Regions from separate parts of the Mus musculus genome. Here regions 1, 2 and 4 are each linked to region 3. The links are chromatin contacts, called in public promoter capture Hi-C maps. All regions are on one chromosome and are shown on one strand. Each heading gives the region's core, a stretch centred on a gene start, on an enhancer-like site or on the middle of the called end of the contact. The rest is flanking DNA. Distances are from core to core; before and after follow the strand shown. Region 1 overlaps Gm32611 (a long non-coding RNA gene). Region 2 holds the start of Gnl2 (guanine nucleotide binding protein-like 2 (nucleolar)). Region 3 holds the start of Csf3r (colony stimulating factor 3 receptor (granulocyte)). Region 4 holds the start of Grik3 (glutamate receptor, ionotropic, kainate 3).

Region 1 (3,419 bases), core at 896-3,395, 850 kb after region 3:
GGTGGATGGATGGGTGGGTGGATGGGTGGATGGATGGATGGATGGATGGATGGATGGATGGATGGGTGGATGGGTGGATGGGTGGATGGGTGGTGTCTCGGCAGCCTCTGTTGGTCCTGTCAAGTAGAAGGAGCTCTGTGCCTCACATCAGGAACAATGACTAACACACAGGTCAGCTCAGCTCAGGCAGAGCCCTGATAACTTCTACCCACAAGTCAAATGGCATCAGAATCTGTTCCAACTCAAAGACGGCACATCTGAAAATGTCCACGTCAGCTGCCATTGCGCTTCAAGGTGGCAGCGTGAAGACATCATCAGAGTGGCAATCTTCATCTTTCTGCTAGTCACCAGATGTGCCAAAATAAGTCCATTTCTTCTAAATTTATCAAAGTGTTGGCAGACAGAAAAATGCCAAGCTGTCAAATGAAACAGAGACTTCGCTTCAGTTTCGAAGATAGATGCCTTCTAAAAAAGAGAACCGCACCAGGAATCACAAGGCCCAGGTTCTGTATCTTGGCTTGGTCATCCCTGGCTGTGTGCCCTTGAGAGGCCTTTTGCCCAACAGATGCCATCCTTTTCAGCTCCTCCTACTTTTCTTTTTTTTTTTAAAGATTTATTTATTTTATGTATATATGAGTACACTGTCACTGTCTTCAGACACACTAGAAGAGGGCATTAGATCCAACTACAGATGGTTGTTGCTGGGAATTGAACTCATGACCTTTGGAAGAACAGCCAGTGTTCTTAACTGCTGAGCCATCTTTCCAGCCTTTTGTTGTTGTTGTTGTTGTTTTGTTTTGTTTTGTTTTGTTTTTGAGACAGGGTTTCTCTATGTAGCCCTGGCTGTCCTGGAACTCACTCTGTAGACCAGGCTGGCCTCAAACTCAGAAATCCGCCTGCCTCTGCCTCCCTAAGTGCTGGGATTAAAGGCGTGTGCTGCCGCCGCCGCCGCCACCACCACCACCACTGCCACCACCGCCTGGCTTCCTCCTCCTTTTCAATGTTGACTGAGAATCCTGGCTGCTGACTGACCCCTTTCCTCTGTTAACTTAGAGGATGTTACCATTTGTCACAAACAAGTAATCAGAATAGGGCAGGGCATAAGGAGGGGCTGACTGAGGCCCTGGAGAGCTCATTAGAGGGAAAAGCTCTTGGACTCATGACTCCTGAGCAACAGTTCTGATGCACTAAAGCAGTCACATGCAAAGGGGGGGGGGTGTGAGGGAGATGACTGTGTATGGTGTGTGGGATGGGGGGACACGGGGTGGAGTCATGACCAAGCCGAAAGGAAACAACAAATCCCTCCTCCCACCCACATTAAGCTTTGGTGGCCTGATTATACCGAGCCAGCATCTCCAGGACTGGGGAGATGGCTGTAGCTAAAGCACTTGCCAGGCCTGAGCACCAGCATTCAGGTCCCTGACATCAATATAAATGCAAGGTTGCCATGGTGACCTCAGTAATCCTAAACACCGAAGATAGGCGATCCCTGAAGCAAGGTAGCTAACTAAACAAGCAGCACGGGGAAGCTCTAGATTCCTGTAGATCCTACCTTATTAAGGTAGAAAGTAACCAAGGAAGAAACAATGTCAACCTCTGGACTTCATAAACATGTACACACACACATACACACACACACACACACACACACACACACACACACACATACACACACACATACACACACACACACATACACACACACACACATACACACACACACACATACATACACACACATACACACACACACACACACACACATACACACACACACACATACATACACACACATACACACACACACACACACACACACACACACACACACATACACACACACACACACACACACAACAGTATCTCTTGTGTCAGGTATAGTAGCAGATGCCAGAACTCAGCAGGTTAAGGCAGGATCATTGTCATAAATTCAAGGTCATCCTGGGCTGTCTCTAACCAAGCAAAAAGACCAACGAACTGGACCCTTACCAATGAACTCACTAGGAAGCCCCCAAGCAGATCAAGATCACAGGCACCCTTAGGACTGGAGATACAAGCAGTTGTGAGGACTGTTAAAAACTAAGCCAGAACCACCCACAGGGCTACCAGGCTTGGGTGATTTAGTAAAAGCTTCCGTTTGTAAAAGCTTCCAGACCACCCCAGAAGCCACATCCTGGCCCTGTCCGTAGTTCTAACAGCCTCTGCCAGAGGCTGGCCTGATTGACACCATCCTCCACACCAGCTGTCCACCCAGGCCACATCCTGTGCGACCTCAGCCAACTGCAGAGCCAGATGCCTGTCCATCTCTGCTTCCTGCCCGGCCATGACCACCTTCCAGCCTGCACCAGCTCCCGCCTGGCTCGGCCCAGCTAACATCTTTGCCATCCACCTACCCAAAGCCGTGCTGCTTCGTTTGACCTCTGCCTGCGGGTGTGCTCCATTACCCAGCCTTTCCCAGCTTGGCAGCCACTCGGCTTCTAAAAACACGACTGTGGCTGAAGAATCAGCCCCAGGAAGGGACACTGAGCCTTGACTGGTCACCACCAGATGGCAAGATTAGAGCCAGAAGCACCCAGCCGGGTGCTGAACAGGATGGCCTCATGAAACTTACCAGTCAGGGGAACAAATCTCGAGACAGCAGAAGCCCAGCCCAATTGCACACTCCTCCAGGAGTCTCACTACATCTACACCTTGTCTACTCTGTCCCCCAAACTTCCTGTCTTTAAGGAGATCAGGACAGCTTGCAAGACTTGATTAGGAAAAGAAAGATGAAATAAGACCAAAAAAAAAAAAAAGAGGAAGGGGGAAGCACATCTCTTTCCCCTTTTCTATGTCCCAAGTGACTGTGAGTGTGTTGAATATCTCTAAGCCTTCCCCACCAGAGGCCATTACAGAAATGAGAATGCTTGATAAATCATACAGGGTGGCGAAAGAGGTAGTAGTTACCGTCAGCATCAACACCGTTCAATCTCTGTGTTACTCAAAGGGACTCTGAAAGTTGTCTGGGAAAGGAGATGAGCCTGTGCTGTGAGCCAGATGTTGCTGCAATCGCTCCGCAGAGGTGAAATGGTTTGACTAGTGCCCTGGTTAGGATGACTGTGGCTGTAATGAAACACCATGACCAAAGCAACCTGGGCAGGAAAGGGTTCATTTGGCTTACACTTCCACATCACAGTTCATCATCAAAGGAAGTCAGGACAGGAAATCAAACAGGGATGGAACCTGGAAGCAGGAGCTGATGCAGAGGCCATAGAGGGGTGCTGCTTACTGGCCTGCTCCACATGGCTTGCTCAGCCTTCTTTCTTATAGAACCAGGACTACCAGCCCAGGGATGGCATCCCCCACAGTGGGCTGGGCCCTCCCTCATCAATAACTAATGAAGAAAATTCCCTACAGGTTTGCCTACAGCCCAAGCTTAG
Region 2 (3,166 bases), core at 284-2,783, 990 kb after region 3:
GGTGCTGGGAATCACTGCAGGTCCCCTGCAAGAACAGCCAGCGTTCTTAACCCCTGAGCCATCTCTCCAGCCCCTCCCACTCTAAATTTTAAGAGAGAACCCAAAATCAAACTAAACCCCTGGAGGGCTCTCCTGAGAAGTCGGCCCACACACATCTGGCTACCTATCCTTTTCCTGAGTCCCTCTTCCTACCAACCCTCAAGGTTTCCGTCTACATTTTTCAGCTGTTGATAAACTTAACCCCTGCTTAGAAACATCATCACACTAATCACCAACCAATCCCAAGTGAATCTTCCAAATGCATGGTATTATGTGACTTAATACAGTTATAAAAGATCACAAAGTAACGCAGCAACTTTCCTGCATGTTCTCCTTTAGTACTGCTACATACACAGTACTAAACATTATACGGATATATGTGGGTAGATGCCTTGAAGGCCAGAGGTATCAGATTCCCCTTGGAGTTGAACTTCCAGGTAGGTGAGAGCTGATTGAACTGGAATTGAACTCTGGTCCTCCTGCAACAGCAGTACGAGTGAGCTCTTATTCTCCCCATGTTCTCTCCAGTCTCTGAGTGTTTTCATCATTTTTTTAAAAAAATCTAATCAAAACCCTAATTATGCAAATTACAAGGAGATACAGAAGTCAGCTATCCTTGCAGCCTTACGGAGACAAGAGTATACCTAATTTTTCCCCCCACCAGTTTGAGACAGTCTCACTATGCAGACCAGGCTGGCCTCGAATTCACAAGAGATCTGTCTGTCCTGCCTTCCCAGTATTGGGAACTACAGGGATGCGTCACCAAGCCCCTCTATGACTAACCCATATTTAAACACAGTTTTAGTAGCTAAATCAAAGTGGGAGGGACTCCTCGAAAGCCTGTTTTGTTTGCCCTGTAGATGGGAATTTCTCGTATCTCAAAACCACCTCTATTGAAATCACTATATTTACCTGAAGTGTTGCTTATGCATGGTCTGATTCCACGGTCAAAGCTAAGGTGGCACGAATGCTATGGTTAAGGGTAAAATGCCACCTGGGCCAACCTACTCCACTCTGTGTCTTCAGTCTGTACCCTGTAGTCCAGATAGCCACTAACTCGTGATCCCCTCTGCCTCAGCTTCCTAAGTGCTGGGATGACAGGCATGTGCCAGGACTCCAGGACCCTAGCCCACTTTTAACTTGCCTTTCTCTACACCTCCTCCTGAGAGGCCTCGGGGCTGCCAGAGGCTGGCGTGACTCATCCCCCAACTTTAGAGCAGGTGCCTAGACCTCGGGTCCGCCGCCCAGGCCGGAACGGGCCTTCCTCCGTCCCCGACGGCTCCTGCGGCCTGGTCCCGCCCGGTCCGCCGTACCTGGGTTGGTGCTGGCCGCCGAGCGGTTGATGGTGCTCCGTCCTTTGTACTTGGGCTTCACCATCCTGACGACAGTACCGACACCGCTCTGCTACTCGCGAGGTAAACCACTTCACGACTTCCCAGCCGGGAAAGCGTCCTGTGTGAAGCACGTTGGACCCTGAACACGCGCGACGTCACTTCCGCTCGCGCTACGCGACTTCCTGAGAGCGCGCGGCGCTTGCCTAAGGCTGACCCGGCTCCGCCTCTGTCCTGCTCCCGCCTCCCCCGGGTCTAGCAACCGTCAAGCGTCCCTTCCATAGCAACGTCCAGGGCACCGGGCAGTCCTGGGTTTAGTGAGAAAAAGAGAGAAAGAGAAAAAGAGAGAAGCCTGTTCTCGGCCCAGTGCATGAGCTGATGGGAATTTGCCCTCTGAACCTTTCTAAAAGTGTTCCAGCAAGAGCGGGCAAATATCAGAACAGGTCATACCTGCCTTTAAATTTTAGGCTGGAGTAGAGCAGTTTTTAGTAACAACAGACTTTGGATTCAAGCCTCAGCTTGAAAGAAAGAGAGAGAGACAGAGAGACAGAGAGAGAGACAGAGAGAGAGAGAGAGAGAGAGAGAGAGAGACAGAGAGAGAGAGAGAGAGAGATTTTAAATTCTCCAATGGTTTATTATCGCAAAGAGAGACAGATTCAAACTCCTTCCAATCCCTACAAAACTTGTGATCTGGCTCCGTTCCTCTGACCTCATTTCTCCCTCTTCTGACATTTACACTGAATGTTGCTCTGTTTGATCACACATTCCCTGAATCGGCATCGCTGGTTCCTTCTGGTCAGTTCCTGCTCAAATATCCTCTATCCATAGGATTGCAAACACTAGCAAATTCATCAGCATGGTGACACACACCTATAATACCAATGCTCAAAAGGCAGAGGAAGGAGTTCCAGACTTGTCCACATTATATAGCATGACTTGTCTCCAAGAAGGTGGAGGAGTAGGAGTAGGAGCAGGAGGAGGGGGAGGAGGAGGAGGAGGGGGAAGCAGGAGGGGGGGAGGAGAACATCAAGAAAAAAAATACAAGACAGTGAAATTTGAATTTCAGGTTAAAAATAAATAAACACACTTTCTAGCTTATATTCCAATCATCGTTTAGGATAACTTAAAGGATCTAAGGAAACATGATATACTTGAGAGGCTAAGGCAGGAGGATTGTCACAAGTTCAAATCCAGCTTGAGCTACATAGAGAGACCCTACACCAAAAGATTTTTTTCACTGTTCACTTGTTTTTAAATGGAACTACATTCTCTTGATCTATCTGGCAGCAGCTCCTTTGGCAGAAGTATTTGCTGAGTTACTGATTTAAGTCAGCCACTCTCTTCCTGTTATTCCATCCCACCTCACTTCACGGCACATGCCACTACCCGAAATGACTCTGTTCACAAGAGCATTGGCTGCTTTCTTGGGTCTAGGCCATAAGCTTAGGAAAATGGAAATCAGGTACGTTATTCACCTCCGTGTCCCCAGAACGTAACAAAGCTGAGTGTGTTGGCATGAGCCTCTAACCTCAGCATTTGAGGTTAGACTATCTGCCGTGAGTTCAAGGCTAGTCTAGCCTGGGCTATATAGGAAGATACAAGCCAAACTGTAGAAAAAGACATTATCTTTTTGTTTGTTTGTTTGCTTGTGTTTTGAGATAGGGTTCCTTTTTGTAGCCCTAGCTGCCCTGGAACTCACTCTGTAGTCCATGCTGGCCTCCAGAGTGCTGGGATTAAAGTGTGTGCCACTTCCAGTGTGGCGGTGTGCCACCACAGCCCTCTGAGACATTATCTTG
Region 3 (3,149 bases), core at 649-3,148:
TGATCATCTCCTGCATCCACATGCACACACACATGTACATATGTACACACTGAGTGGGAAAGACTTAGCCCCCAGGGCTCAGGATGCTGGTTCTCCACTCATTTGTGGTTGTAGTAGGCCTAGTTCATACCTGGTACCACTGTATCCTTCCCACAGGCTTATGTCAAGAGCAGAAAACAGAACAGAGGAGACCAGGCCTCCTCTCTAGATTGCATGGGGCTGGCATGTTTAACATCAGAACAGTTTCCTATGGAAGCCTTGAGGGTGGCCCCAGTTGAGTAGGAGCTTGGGCCTGCTGGAGCCTATGTCTCATTGTCTAGGGAAGAAGTGTACAAAGAGGCTGGGAGCCCAGTTCTGACTCTGGTTCCAACACTCACCTGCCTGGTGAACTTGGATGAGTTACTTCACCATTCTGAGTCTCAGTTTCTCCATTTAGGAAAAAGGGGCTTAACAATACCACTCATGTCTCAGCAATGCTATAACGATGAAGCGAGACAGTTAAGATGAAAGCTCTTGGCACAGTGCCCAAGGAACAAGCTCTCAGAAGCAGTGGGCTATCTGTATGAGCCCTAAAAGCAGGAAATCAGCCAAAGGAACCAATAGCCTCCTGGCATAGCCACCAGGTCTACTTCTAGCTCCAAGCCTCTCAGGCTCTTCCCACCACTCTGGCCATGTGCTGGGCTCTGCAGCTGCTCGCTGTGTCCACTGTGCCCACGGACACAGCTGATGCCGTAAGTCAGGCTGCTACAGCATCCTCTCTACCTTTTCCTTTTGCTCATTGTTGCCAACCTTCCCTCTGGGCTCCCTTCTCCTGTCCTATTCTTTTGAAATTCTGTCTGTGGGAAGACGGGGACGAAGAGGATGTTGAGAATAAACTATGGGAGCGAGATCCCCAGGTGTGGCAGAGATAAAGGATCAATGCATCATAGATGGGTGAATAGACAAGCTGGGGAAAAGAGATACATAGAGAATAGACAGAGGTAGAGCCTAGCCCAGTGGCAGGGGGTTGAGACCAGTTATTCTGGAAGTGGGGGCAAGTGTGTTACAAGATCAAGGCCAGCCTGTGCTATAGAAGACATTCAAATCTCATTTTGGCAACTTAGCGAAACCTATCTCAAAAATATAAAGCAACCAGGGCTGGGGATAGAGCTTAGTTGGTTGAACACTTGTCTAGCAGGCACAAAGACCAAGGCTTGATCCCCAGTACCACATTAAGTATCAGGCATGGTGGTGGAGGCCTACAGACCAGCATTTGTGATACAGGAGGATCAGAAGAAGTTCAAGGTTCTTATCTGCCGACAAGATGATAAACCTTGTCTGCATGAGAGCTGCATACAACATCATCATCAACAACAACGATGAGCAGGCTGGAGCGATGCAGAGAGAAGTGGAGAGGCCGACAGAGAAAGCTATCTCAGGCAAGTCTTGCATCAACTGTTTAAAGTTAAGAGGCTAAGGGAACCGGGAGAGGAAACAGAGGCCCAGAGACTCTGAGACAGCTGTTCTTGCTGAGAAGAAGCAGGCCAAATGGCTGAAAGCAGGGAGTAAGCCTGTCTGAAGGATAGGGACTCTGGGTGGGATTCTTCATACCTGAGCTCAGCTCCTGTTCCCAGAGATCCAGCTGTCTGACCTCCCTGATGCTATACACACAGAGAGACTCCCATTTCCCCAAGGATCCTGTCTTGGGCCCCCTGATGTGGCCCTAGCAGGGTTGGGGAATGGTCTGAGGTCTCCAGGGCTCCCCGCCCTCCCCCTACTTACACTGGGGCTAGGGCGCTGTGCCCAGCCCCCACGCTTGTGCTCTCTCTTCTCTCTCGTCTCCTCTCCTCTTGGGGCAAGTTCCCGAAACTTCTCTTTCTAGCCCCGTCGTTAATGACAGGCGGGGGGTGGGGGGGACCCAGAATTGCGACACCTTCCTGGCTTCCCTGCTGCGTTTGGCTGAGCCTTCACCCTTGGGGTGGGGGACATAGACAGCCCCTTCCTCTCAGGAAGGAGGTTGAGGGAAACTGGTGAGCTAGGGACCTTCCTGCCTCAGGGGTCTTAGAGGGCTGGGCATTGTAGCAACCTGGCCCGTGGCCACCCTCCCTTCTCTCCGGATTTCCTGAGCTCCTCGCTTTGAGGCTCAGCAGAGCACCCGAGACAAGACAGGGCCAAGGGAGGGCTGGGGTCTTCAAGTGTTTATTTCAAAACGAAGCAGGACAAAATAGCGTGGAAAATTAATGAGGGCTGGGGTGGAGGAGACTCTCTTCTCACTGAGTCTGGCTGAAGCCTCTGCCCGGGAAGAATCAAGATTCCAGGACAGGTAACGTTTACTTCAGGTTTTCTTCCCTTGTTAGCTGAAAACCTGCCATTTTCCAGGACTCTCAATAGACCCTCCCACCCCTGGCCTCCCTAGTCCATGGTCCCTGCCCTCACCGCTTTGTACAATCCTAGGGGTTCCTGGTTTTATCTTCTCAGGTTGTAACCCCTTTCAAAAGGCCCACCCTGTAAGTTCATCTATCACAAAAGAGAGGGGAAAAATTGTTCTAAGTTTGAAAATCATCAAAATAGTATATATTGGTATATTAGTCAGGGTTCTCTAGAGCAGCGGTTCTCAACCTTCCTAGTGCTATGACCCTGTAATGCAATTCCTCATGTTGTGGTGACCCCCCAACTGTAAAATTATTTTCCTTGCTAATTCATAACTGTAATTTTTTCCTGGTATGAATCATAATATATATCTGTGTTTTCTAATGATCTTAGGTGACCCCTGTTGAGAACCTCTGCTCTAGAGGAACAGAGTCCACTTAATGAGTGTATACGCGTGCACACGCACGCGCGTGCGCGCGCGCGCGCACACACACACATATATACGAACACATATACGCACACACATGAATTTATCAAATTAGCTTATGCAATACAGAGGAAGTAGGAGCACTGAGAACCCACCTGGGAAATCCTTTGGTGCCTTGGCACTCCCAAGGTGGTACTGAAGACCTGGAGGGTATCTGGTCCTCAGTCCATGTCGAAAGCTGATTTTGACTTGAGCAAAGGAATCAAGTGGGGTGGCAGCAGCAGGGTAGACTACTAGCAGCAGAGGGGAAGGTCAGGGAAAAAGGCTTCCTTCTTCCATGTCCTGCTTTTGATCTGGGCTGCCACCAGAAGGC
Region 4 (3,152 bases), core at 318-2,817, 530 kb after region 3:
GAGGTCTGTCCCCAGATCCCCCCCCCTCCCTTCCCTAGGAGCCTCAGGGTGTTGTGCCTGCCCATCCTGGTCCGGAATCGGACTGTAGGCACTGGAAGACCTCAACATCTGCAGATCTGAGGATCGTTCTCTGTTCCCGTTCTGAAGCTGAGTTCAAGTGGACGTGGCTCCGGGTAGAGTGAACGAGAGGACTGCCTCCTAGGAGAAACCTCAAGTACCCATAAACCAAGCCTGGCCCGAGTTTCCTGCATCCTCGTCGCACTGCCGGCCACATAAAGTCCGCTCTTGCAGAAGCAAAGGCAGCCCCTTGAAGAGAGTCCTGGAGGAGGAGGAGGAAGGTTGCCTTGTCTCGGTAGAGCTCGGTAGGCTGCGCACCAGATGTTGGTGTCTCGCGAGCCCGAGCTGCCCAGGTCTCCGGCCTGGTGCGGGCCGCCCACGGTAACGATGGCTCCTGGGTAGCCCAGCTTAGCTCAGCCCCGAGAAGTGAGTGGGCTAAAGACTCGCGTGGGCTCCCGCCCAGCCCTGAGCGCTGCCACGCAGGGTGCCTCCGGCGGCCACAACAAAGTTAAAGCCCAGAGTAAGAAATCTGCAGCGGTGAGAGAAGCCGAGAAGCCAGAGCCCCAAAAAGCCGCGCGCAGACTGCCAGCCGCCGCCAGCTGCGGAGGGATTTCGGCTAACTTTAAAAGCCACTCGCAACCCTCGTCCCCGGCTGCGCAGGGTTGCCTCCTGCGCTTCCTTTTCCCAGTCTCGGTTACTCCTCATCGAAAGAGGCCTGGGCCTGGGGGACCTGCTCTAGCGACAAGCAGGGGACTGACCCTCTCCTGCCCCGAGCCTCGGCCAACTAGGGGCAAGGAAATCCGCCATCCTAATCCGGCGAATCCATCCCCTGTACCCCTTGCTCCAGCGAGGTGCCCGTGGGGGGGAGAGAAGTTGGCGCCTTCCCCAGGGCTCCCACTCTGCGCAGAAGCCAGTCCCAGAACTAGGTCTGCGGCCATCCTTGCCAGCAGTCGCGGCGAAATTCCCCCGAGGCGCTGGCTTAGGGCTAGAACCTTCGCCACACTCCACCGCGTCGCCTACCCCGGAGCGTATCCAGGTTCCCTAGCCACCGCGGCCCGGTTGCCTCTTCCCCGTAAGGCCCCGCGACCCGGGCTTTGGAACTTTGTCCTCCCCCTCTAAGAGCTCCCAGCAGACACCCGAACCCTGCAGCCTAGAGGGAGGTTGGGACAATCTTTCGGATCACGTTCAGAGCACCACTATCCCCCAATTCCCGTCCCCACCCGAGCGCGCAGAGACCCCCGGCTCTAGGGGAGCCCTTACCGATCCGGATGACGTGGGGCATCCCGCGCGAGTCTGGGATCCAGAAGGCGCACACTAGGAACCCGGCCCAGTATTCCCAAACCAGACTCCGGAGGCGCCGCCAGGGAGCGGTCATCGTTGGGCGCCACGGAGCGTGCCCGGGGCGCGGCCGTGGCGGGCTCCCTGGGGCGGCAGCTCTAGGCGCGGGCGCGCAGCAGCCCCCGAGGCGCCGCCTGGCCCAGCCGCCCGGCTCCGGAGCGCCTCTGCGAGTGGGGGGCGCCCCGCGGCGCTGCGCACATCTTACTGGGGGGCCGCCCCGCCGGCGCCCGCCCCGCCTCGGCTGCCGCCCACGGGCCGCCCGCGAGCGAAGGCTCCTGGGCTCCGCCCGGGCTCCGCTCGGACTCGGCTGCGGCGTCTCCGGCTCGCGTCGGCTCGGCTCCCGCGCGGGCTTCCCACCTGCCCCGGCTGCCGGGCGGGCTTGCACGCGTCTCCGGCCGCTCCTCCTCCAGCCGCCGCTGATGCTATCGCCCGGGCTCGCACAAAGCCCCGGAGTGGAGTTGCACGCGCGCACACACTCCCTCCCAGCCCCCTCCCCCGCGCCCTGCCTCCCGCCTCCCGCGCCGCCCGCCGCCCGCGCTCCCTCCGCGTACTCCCCCGCGCACACACGCTTCCCACTCACACTCGCCCGGGTGCACACTTGCGCGCTCACACCTGCGCAGGGGGCGGGGAAAGGGACCCTGGACAGGATTTGGGAGGGGGGACACCCGGAGGATGGAGACTATCCTCCGCAGCTGAGGCGTCCCCATCTGCCCTGCCGCCCCCAGGGCAAGGCACTGAGCCGGGGAGCCAAGCGTAAAGCGGCGGAGCTGGCACCAGGAGCTGGGAGACGGCGGCAACCCAGCGGCCCGACCAGCTGGAAGAGACGCGCCCGCCGAGAGCCGCGAGACCCGGAGCCTGCCGTCTGCGGAGCCTCGCCTTTCAGCTCCCACGCGGCCGACGCTGGCTGGACGGCGGCGGCAGGAGACTGACCTGGAGCTGTTTTTCACTCTTGATCTCTAGCCCTTGGGAAAGCAGGGCTGGCCCAGGGCTTGGAGGTTTAGGGAGTGGGGTTGGGAGTAGAAATCAGAGAACCGTAGGAGCTGAACTAGGGAATGCGGAGCTTCAGAAACTAACCGTGAGGGAGACACCAGGCCAGACCCTCTGCGTGGAAGGTAGGACTTGACCACGCACCATCAGTAGGAGGACTACTGAGAAAATTCGCAAAAGCCTTCGTTTTCGAGGGCCGCTGGAGTTGGAGCCCGCTGGGTTCTCAGTCCTCTTCCGCAACTATGCGGGAGGAACTGGAGCCCCCTCCCGGATTCCTCCTGAGAAACAATACAGAGAAACTGTATTGTTCATGGGACAGAGTAGGATACACAGGGGGGGAAGCCGAAAGGGTTAAAAAGAAATGTTGTTTATTACCAATAATAAATTTTTTTTCAAGTGGCGCTGGGTGCTGAGGGAAGAGAAGGGCTGTGAAGCGAGGCAGGAGCAGGAGGCTGCGAATTACGCAGCTAGGCGAGTTTAATGACCTTTTTGACAGAGACAAAGCGGTACCGATACAGTAGATAAATAAACGGATCTGTCACCGGGCAGCGGCTAGGCTGTGTGCGAATTTATTTTTCTCATTTAAATAATTTGATCTATTCAATCATTTCCAATCTCTCCCATTTGCCAGCTGCCTGGTAAGAGCATGGCCCCCTACATCTGAAGAGCAAATCTTTAATTTTCCTACAAATAGATAATGCGTTGCGCTCCAAACAGGCCTGTTAATTTTGCCGTCTTTTCTTTCCCGCCCTATGTGGCGCAGGGCTTCC

The links. Promoter capture Hi-C pulls out the DNA fragments that hold promoters and counts their contacts.
Region 1: a contact with region 3 is called in a promoter capture Hi-C map of the HPC-7 cell line, with 8 times the contacts expected there. The contact joins the enhancer-like site here to the promoter of Csf3r in region 3. A contact is called at or near these places in 15 of 39 promoter capture datasets (the 3T3-L1 cell line, 3T3-L1-derived adipocytes, the C10 cell line and 10 more), 1 of 15 datasets of contacts at CTCF or cohesin (large pre-B cells), 1 of 484 Hi-C or Micro-C datasets (nephron progenitors), 2 of 115 datasets of contacts at active chromatin or transcription factors (bone marrow-derived macrophages and embryonic basal ganglia) and 3 of 9 other capture datasets (adipose tissue, embryonic stem cells and liver).
Region 2: a promoter capture Hi-C map of hippocampal neurons shows a contact between it and region 3, with 5 times the contacts expected there. The contact joins the promoter of Gnl2 here to the promoter of Csf3r in region 3. A contact is called at or near these places in 4 of 39 promoter capture datasets (the C10 cell line, the SN4741 cell line, hippocampal neurons and 1 more), 1 of 484 Hi-C or Micro-C datasets (bone marrow-derived macrophages), 1 of 115 datasets of contacts at active chromatin or transcription factors (microglia) and 1 of 9 other capture datasets (liver).
Region 4: a contact with region 3 is called in a promoter capture Hi-C map of embryonic stem cells, with 3 times the contacts expected there. The contact joins the promoter of Grik3 here to the promoter of Csf3r in region 3. A contact is called at or near these places in 5 of 39 promoter capture datasets (cranial neural crest, embryonic stem cells, hippocampal neurons and 1 more), 5 of 115 datasets of contacts at active chromatin or transcription factors (embryonic forebrain, embryonic stem cells, forebrain and 1 more) and 2 of 9 other capture datasets (embryonic stem cells and liver).

The regions. Positions count from the first base shown.
Region 1 is chr4:125,175,862-125,179,280 of GRCm38.p6, reverse strand. All of the region lies in intron 2 of Gm32611 (a long non-coding RNA gene), which reads right to left. The region is part of intron 2 of Gm40245 (a long non-coding RNA gene); the gene reads right to left. Among named protein-coding and RNA genes, the nearest start is that of Gm40245, 28 kb to the right of the region's middle. Within about 2 kb of position 2,145, at least 69 of the 459 cell types and tissues checked have an H3K27ac peak or open chromatin away from gene starts, as enhancers often do. A contact at or near this core is called in the HPC-7 cell line, where this site is marked.
Region 2 is chr4:125,028,381-125,031,546 of GRCm38.p6, reverse strand. Gnl2 (guanine nucleotide binding protein-like 2 (nucleolar)) reads right to left here and starts at 1,533. Exons shown (of 16, transcript NM_145552.2): 1 at 1,353-1,533. The coding sequence starts at 1,416.
Region 3 is chr4:126,023,408-126,026,556 of GRCm38.p6, reverse strand. Csf3r (colony stimulating factor 3 receptor (granulocyte)) reads right to left here and starts at 1,898. Exons shown (of 17, transcript NM_007782.3): 1 at 1,762-1,898; 2 at 378-476. Gm32908 (a long non-coding RNA gene) reads left to right here and starts at 1,903. Exons shown (of 4, transcript XR_003955278.1): 1 at 1,903-2,302.
Region 4 is chr4:125,489,111-125,492,262 of GRCm38.p6, reverse strand. Grik3 (glutamate receptor, ionotropic, kainate 3) reads right to left here and starts at 1,567. Exons shown (of 16, transcript NM_001081097.3): 1 at 1,318-1,567. The coding sequence starts at 1,432.